Regions from separate parts of the Capra hircus genome. Here region 1 is linked to region 2. A link is a contact called in public Hi-C data. All regions are on one chromosome and are shown on one strand. The core of a region is the stretch at or near the end of the contact, and the rest is flanking DNA. Distances in the headings are between cores, read along the strand shown. Region 1 holds the start of PIEZO2 (piezo-type mechanosensitive ion channel component 2). Region 2 overlaps NAPG (gamma-soluble NSF attachment protein).

Region 1 (3,765 bases), core at 1,086-3,585, 260 kb after region 2:
AGGGACGCGCAGGATGGGGCAGAGCCACTCCCCACCTCACTGACTACACGAATCGGCCCCACACCGAAAGCCCCCGCTTAAGCCGGGCGCGGTGTCAGGCCCTGCAGAGACACGCGGTCCCTGGACAGGACGCGACCTGCGAAGCAGCCGCACAGTGTCCCTGATCGATTTTCCAAAGGCTCTATCCTTCCCAAATTCAAGTAAACTGGAGGGGACAGACGCCCATAGGAGCTTCGTGGGAGCCGCGCTCCTCGCCGGCAGAGCGATGGTCAAGGACAAAGATGCCCGCAGAAGGGTCCTGCCAGGAAACTCGAGTGGCAAAGAGGCCGCGACCGCCTCCTTACTGGCCCCTCCTCCTGCCCAGGGACCAGGCCTGTCGCCTCTCCGCGAGCCTTCTCGGTTTTCCGCGCAGGATTCTTGTGTGTCAATACTCGGCCACATAATCCCCCCAGGAGCTGAGGTCAGCCCTCAGGAAACCCATCTAAGCCCCCTTCCGATTACGTCCGCATTTAGCACAGGTGTGACCTTGACCCTCCACCTCTGGCAAAATGGACAAAGGTGGCTTTTTCCGCATGGGTCTAGCTCTCCTTGCAAACGCAATTGCTACTTGCTAAGACATGTCCTCTTTTCTAGCTCCAGTGGGAACAGGTGAGGGCTAGGCGCCCAGAGTCACCTTGGCGGGGTTCAGTGTGGCACTTCTACTAGAGGAGAAACTGGGCCCCTCTCACTCCAAGCTCGCGCCCCGCGGGTGTCTTTAGACCTGAAGGCCGGTGGCTTTTCACGCCCTACCGGCCGCATAAAAACAGTGAGATCCTTGCCTGGGAATCCGGGAGGCTCCCTCTGTCCTCGCTTAAACCTCGGAGTCCCAGCGCAGTTACAGATCCGTCTGGACCGCGCAGGAGCGGAGCTGGGCCTCCGTTTCCGCAGCCTCTGCGTCCAGCAGTTTTGTTGTAGAGGCTTTTGTGTGAGTAAAGCCAGCAACTTCAGGGCACCGCTTCCCGGCGCGACCCGAGTCCTTTCCTTCTTCCCCCCAGGGGCTGGGACACGGGACGGGGCAGAGGTGGCATAGAAACCCTCTGGATGCGCCCGAGCGTCCTGTGTCCAGGGACTGGGGGAGGGTGCTCTTGTACAAACCTGGGAAGGGGTCTACAACTACCTTTCAGGCGGATTCGCATCCATTGTGCACGGCTCGGCACTCCACAGAAATTTCTGTGTGTTACTAAACTCAGCTCCGTCTCCAGCACTGGCCGAGCTGGCCGCCCGGACTGTGAAGCTAGACGGTTAAGACCCTGATCATGCAGACCCCGTTCGTGCGCCCCAGAGCGAGAATTGAAAGTGCCGGGCTTCCGCACCCAGAGCACGGAGCTGACTCCCCGAACCGGGTCTCGGGCACGCGAGCTAGTGATCTGGGTTTGCTCTGAAGCCCGCCCCCTCCCCAGGCGCCCCCTCCCCTCCCCTGGACCCTCGGAGAGAGGGAAACACTCACCTACTGCCAGGCAGATGGGGAGCAGCAGCCTGAAGACAAGCCCGCACACCACTTCCGAGGCCATCGCGTCGGTCCCGCGAGTCCGAGCAAAGGGTCTCCAGGACTGGGGTGCCAAGCCCATGCCCGCCTAGGGCCTCCTGCGGCCGGCGGCTCGCAGCCGCCCGGGCATCGCCTCGGCTAGAGCCGCGGCGCCGTGCGCCCCGAGGGCGCGCTCTCCGCTTTCCTGGCCGCGCCTCTCTGCTCTCCCGGCCGCCGCTCACCAGGCCCTAGGAAGCCCCCTCGTCGGGCGCCCGACCCCTCACGGCCGGCCCACCCAGTGTGGACTCCCCGATCCGGTGCCGGAGGTTTCTGCAGCGGGTGCCGGAGGCCGGAGCCGGGGACCAGGCACTTCGAGAGGGTCCCGCGAGGCGGCGCGGCGAGAAAAGGGGAGAAGAGGGCGTGCTGTCCTTTTGGCGGCTCCTGAGATGTCCCTCACGGGCAGCGGGGAGCCTTCTCCGTGGAGTCTTCTCAGAATAGAGGTGACGACGCGGCCCTCGTTCGGCCTGAGCTCCCGGAGCGGCCCTGGCCCGGAGCGGCCCCGCGGTGGCTCCCTCAGCAGTCTTCGGTTCAGCCTTTGCGCCCCCGGGCTTCGGGCCGGAGACAGCGGGGCGCGGGCGGCCGGACTCGCGTAACCATTCCCGATTGCTCGGGGCTCCCTAACGGGTCGGCAGAGGGGCGCGCGAGGGGGCAGCCTCCACTCGCTCCTCCTCGGCCTCCACTTAAAGGAATAAAATGAAAAACGAACGCCGCCCGGAGGCCAGCGCGCCCCCGCCCCGCGCGGTGCAGCCTCGCCCTGGCGGCGCAGCCCCGGCTCCGGGCGGGCGCGCACTTCTCCACCTTCAATGAAACTTTCGAAGCCGCTCTCGCGGACGGGCGTGCGCGCCGGCCAATGGGAGGCGGCTCGGGGCGGCGCGGGGTCCCGCCCCTGGACGGCTGGAGGCCGGCGCAGGGCCCGAGTGCGGGGACCCAGGGCAGGGAAGCCCCCGCCTGCGAGCGGTGGGCTTGGCGCGCTCGCTCCCCGGACCCTCAGCGTCGCTGGGTCCTGTCCTTTGGCAGACTGAAGGAACCATCCTTTCCCCAGGGCGCGGCCCTGAGCTCACCCCCCACCCGGGGAGTCCTTTAAGGCTCCAGGAATTGTGCACAGGCGACAGGAGAGCAGAAGTTGGCGCGACTGTCACTGTGCTAGGTCCGCACGTGCCCACCTGCACGCACTGGGAGGAAGAGAAGGATTCGTCCAGACCAGTGTGCCTGCGCATTCTGAACGGAGCGAGAAGTTTCAGCTTCGACGGGGCTCTGGGAAATCCTGGGTCTTTCCAAATTCATTGAGTCATTGGGAAATCTGCGAGTGGACATAGGGATCAGATGCGCGCCCACTTAGTAGATTTTGGAGACGTCTTGTTTTCGCCTCGGGTTTGTTGCTTGTCGTGGCCCCTGGGAAGAGAGTATACTGTTTCTCTTCTCTACTCATAATCCCTGTTTTCTCTTTCTCTAGGTAAGATCTAGAGACACCTGGTTCTAGCTGGGAGATGCTCTTTTCTCAATTATCCAGCAGTTTTGTCACTGAGGGGACCCTGGAGACCTGAAACAGGTGATCTGACGTATAGGGAGGACCCTTCAAAACTGGCATTTCCATCAGGAGGGCAGAGAGGCAAGACTTTGACTTCCACCAGCCTTCTGGGCTTGAACTGGTGTTTGATGATGGAAAAGTCTGCTGATGGAAATTTACACAAATCTTAGTTCTCTGTGATAACCAACAAGGTCTCCCTTTAGAGATACAGTAAGCTTGCATTTTGAGCCCAAATAGCTTCACAAATTCCCTGAGAAAGACAAATACACTGTGAACCAACACTTTTTTATGAAGCCTGATGCAGTCAGATCTTGCAAAGACACACCGAAACTTAGACCATCCTTGTATTCTAGCGTCCTCAAGAAGTTTTGCCACCCAAAACTCCGAATGTCAATGTACACTGCACTAGGCCTAGAGAAGACAACAGGAACTTAAGCAAATCATTGTCCTCTCCCAGGAATTGTGTTTTGTAGAAGCCTGATGACAATCTGCACCTGTTTTCCAAGTCTAGCACTGTGATGCTCATAGGTGGTGTCCTCTGGCTCTCCCTCTCTCCATCTCTCTGGTACAACTTGTTTTGGGAACCCAATTAGGAGGTCACAAAGCCCTCCTGAATTTTATGTAACACTGTGTCGCCACATGAATTCTGTTTACTCTGAATATTTCGTCGTGT
Region 2 (3,683 bases), core at 911-3,410:
AGAACACTAACGAACATCCTCCTCAAGTGCTCCCCCACCCCTCAACCTGGCACCCACGTGGTCTGTGGGCAGTGGCTCCTTCCAGCCCTTGTTTGGGGACACTGGTCTCAGTAGCATTTGTGCTCGGTGACGTGTTAATAGTGCACACTTGTCCTTGCTGCTGTGCCCTCCACATCCAGCCACCCTCCAGGAGTCACCTTAATGTGCATTTGAGCTCGTTCACAGCCATCTCAGCAGATTTGGCCGCACCTAGAAGATGCTCTCAACTGCATTGTGTAGACTGTTATCCAGTGCAGCCTTGGAAGAAAGGCTTCACTTCTCTTTTCCTTCATATTAATAGAACAAAAATGCGTACTGAGCCGGGGGGTCCTGCAGGGCTTGGGGGCTTGGGGAGTGGGCCTCCCAGTGCAGGGGGCTGGAACCCGGGCATCCCTGACTACCACCACCCCACCCCCACAAGTTGCAGGGCAGGTGGCTGTTCCCGACGTCAGGGTTTCCTGCCTGGGGTCTGGCGAGAAGTGTCTCCTCTTCCTGCTCACAGCTGTTCTCCTTGGGGGTGCTCAAGAGCAGGGAGTGGTGGTCACAGCAGGGAAAGGTGTCTGAGCTCATGTGGTCCCTTTCCCGGAGAGGGTCCACGTGCGCGTTCTCAGAGCCCAGCAGTCCCTGTGCTGTCCTGTGTGAGTGAACCAGTCTGCAGAGTCTAATATATTGAACTTAACTGTACATATGCAGAGTGTGGTATTTGTGTATGAAACTGTGCTTTATTCCTATTTTCCAGCTTTGATGAATAATATTAAATGTTATGGAAATGCTGATTATTGCTTCTATGGGAAGATAATTACAAAAATAAAATGTGAAACCATGCAGGTGTGATTATTCTTTTTATTATATTTTATGCTTGACTTGTTTCCTTTTTCCAAAGATACATTGTCAGCTACTGCCAGGCGCCCAGCTGTGCCAGACAGCACATTGCTAGACAGCAGTGTTTGTTCTGGTAAGTCGTGCTCTTGGGGGTCCTGAGGCCCCACCTGGGGGTTACTGTGACCTCGGGGAGCTTTTCAGGGTGCCTGTCACCAGTGACTGTCAGACCGTGCTCTCTGGCCTCGGGGAGGTGGGAGCCTTCAGCACACTTCAGTATATCAGGAGAGTAGTTGTTTCATTAAGTGAGGAGGTAAGGAAGCCAAAGTGACAAGGTTGGCATTTAATACCTGTTGTGCACCCTGGTTACCTGCGGATTCACATGACATCACTCAGACGTTTCCGGAGTGCGGACTGTGGAAGACCCCTATGTAATGAGCGCCCTGCCCTCCTGAGGGTGGGGGTCGGTGGGAGGATTTGGCCCCAGGACGGAAGTTGGGGCGAGATCCTGCAGGACACCTCGGGGGCGGGGGTAGCCACAGGTGAGTGAGCAGGGCAGGGAAAGTCCAGGGGAGATTGGGAGGTGGGGCCCCTCAGAGCCGAGGCTCCGAGGCCCAATGCCTCCGCCTGGGCCCCATCACACTTCCACTTCGATTACAAAACACAAAGATGAAACTCTTAAAGAATTCTGGGTGACCCAGGGATGCCGTTCAGAGCACAGGCACCTCTGGACGCTGGCCCTGTGCCGCCACGAAGACCCCACCACGGGGCTGCGCGCACACCTGGGCTCAGGTGTGAACAGAGCCTCCTGCAGCAGCAGTTCTCCTGTTTGGGCTTGCGACCTACCGCCGCCCCCTCCGTCCTGGGGCAGCTCCCCCGGGGTCTGGGGTCTAGTTCTGGGTTCACGGATGGGGGCCGAAGTTGATCCTTCTGCTCCGACGCCCCAGTGCCAGCCAGCCTCTCGGCTCTGGCCTGCCACTGCCGAGAAAACCGCGTTTCTCCTGCAGGTGCTGATCTAGCTTCTCACTGAGCTGGGGGGGGTTGGGGGGTGGTCCTCTTGGGGGCGGGGATGGACACAGAGTGGGAGGGGAGCAGAGAGTTAAGAGAAACCAGACTCAGTTTACAGCGGGAAGGCTGCTGCGGTGGGAGGGGCAGTAAGCAAGTGGCCATCGGCCCCTACAGCGCCCCCACCCGTCCCAGACCGTGTGAGCCCTGAGGGGACTCGGGGTCGGGAGCACAGATGGTGCACGTCGGACGGATGGTCTCTGAGCCCGGGATCTCGAATCTTCCCACACACAAAGAAGCAGAGGTCTGGTCCTCTGGGTGTGTGTGAGTCACTCAGTTGTGTCCGACTCTGCCACCCCATGGACTGTAGCCCACCAGGCTCCTCTGTCCATGGGGATTTTTCCAGGCAAGAATACTGGAGTGGGTTGCCAGTTCCTTCTCCAGGGGATCTTCCTGACGCAGGGATCGAACCCAGCGACCGAACCCAGGTCTCCTGCGGCTCCCGCACGGCAGGCGGGTCCTTTACCACTGAGCCACCTGGGACACCCCCTGGTTTTCTTAACAGCAATCATTTGCTGTTCTGACTGCCTGGTCTTTGTGGCAAACACCTCCCCAGCCCCAGCTAGCTATAACCTGGCTCCCCAACTCACTCCTCAGAGCAGACCCTCAAAGCTGCCTGAGGAGCTGCCTCTGGACTTGAAATCCTCAGAAACTCGGCTGAATAAAATGTAATTCTCAGCTTTCAGGTTGTTCTTTTTTCTTTCTTTCTTTTTTTTTTTTCAGGTAACAGCCTTTATTTGTGGGCTGTCCCCTCTCTCTTTCCTTTCTGGCTTAATAACTTAGGTTCGTGAATCTGCCTGAAATACCTAGTTTCCTACGAGGACCTCGAGCATTTTTTTGTCAGTGTCTTATGAACAGTGTCTTTTAAAATTAAAAAAGTTTTAAATCAGTCGTAGAGCTGTGCAGGTCATGCAAGATTAAAAGTCTATCAGATCATCACTTTATGATTCCTGCACTTTTCACCTGAATTTGTGTGCTCTTCAGAATACGAGTGTATCGAATTCTTTATCTCATTTACTATATGTCACTTATAGACCTTACAATAATGACTACTTTTCAAATATGTTCTACCGTATTCTTATTTGCACTCTAAAATGAAAATATGAATAAGCCTTCAGAGAAGTGAAGTAAAGATGCTGATTTTAATAATAATAATTAAGGTTTGTTAAGGAAGGTCTCCGCTCAAGGGCTCAGCACCCGAATTCCCAGGCCACCAGGTGGCGCTGTGGAGCGGGTTCAGGACCGCCTCACCGGGACCAGCTGCAGGGTCACTGCTGATAGACACAGAACGGGCCGCAGGATGGGCGACACTTGTCTAAACAGCTGATTGGACAAACACATGAGTGCGCGCACTCACAGACACAGGCTTTATTAACCTTGTTTGTTGTGTCTGTCTGCTCTTACTCTTCCTGCCCCACGTCACACCTGACGCTGATTGGTGGACAAGGACCAGCTGGGCCTCCGGGGTCTCCGCTCAGCTTTGACCTGGCCCACCTGCCACATCTCGGGGGGATTGGGGAGTGTTACTGGCATTGCAGTTCAGCCAGCTGCCTGTAGGTGCTGGTAGCGCCCCAGCACTGGGATGAATACGCAATGTCCCCACTAGCGTGGACACGGGGTGCTATCCCTTGTCAGGAACCAAGACCGTCCCTCTGCCCCCACCACCCAGCACCTCGTGATGTCAGAGTAGCAGCAGTCCCGCCTCCAAGCCTGCTGCCCCCGGTAGCCACATGGAACTGTTAAAGTGGACACAAAGGAAA

What was found. A called contact is a pair of places that touch in the nucleus more often than the background predicts.
Region 1: a Hi-C map of blood shows a contact between it and region 2, with 7 times the contacts expected there. The contact joins the promoter of PIEZO2 here to the enhancer-like site in region 2. A contact is called at or near these places in 2 of 5 Hi-C or Micro-C datasets (blood and liver).

Annotation. Positions count from the first base shown.
Region 1 is chr24:42,808,870-42,812,634 of ARS1.2, forward strand. PIEZO2 (piezo-type mechanosensitive ion channel component 2) reads right to left here and starts at 2,336. Exons shown (of 52, transcript XM_018039712.1): 1 at 1,487-2,336. The coding sequence starts at 1,607.
Region 2 is chr24:42,545,316-42,548,998 of ARS1.2, forward strand. NAPG (gamma-soluble NSF attachment protein) reads left to right here. Exons shown (of 12, transcript XM_018039500.1): 12 at 1-864. Among named protein-coding and RNA genes, the nearest start is that of NAPG, 13 kb to the left of the region's middle. Within about 2 kb of position 2,161, at least 1 of the 5 cell types and tissues checked has an H3K27ac peak or open chromatin away from gene starts, as enhancers often do.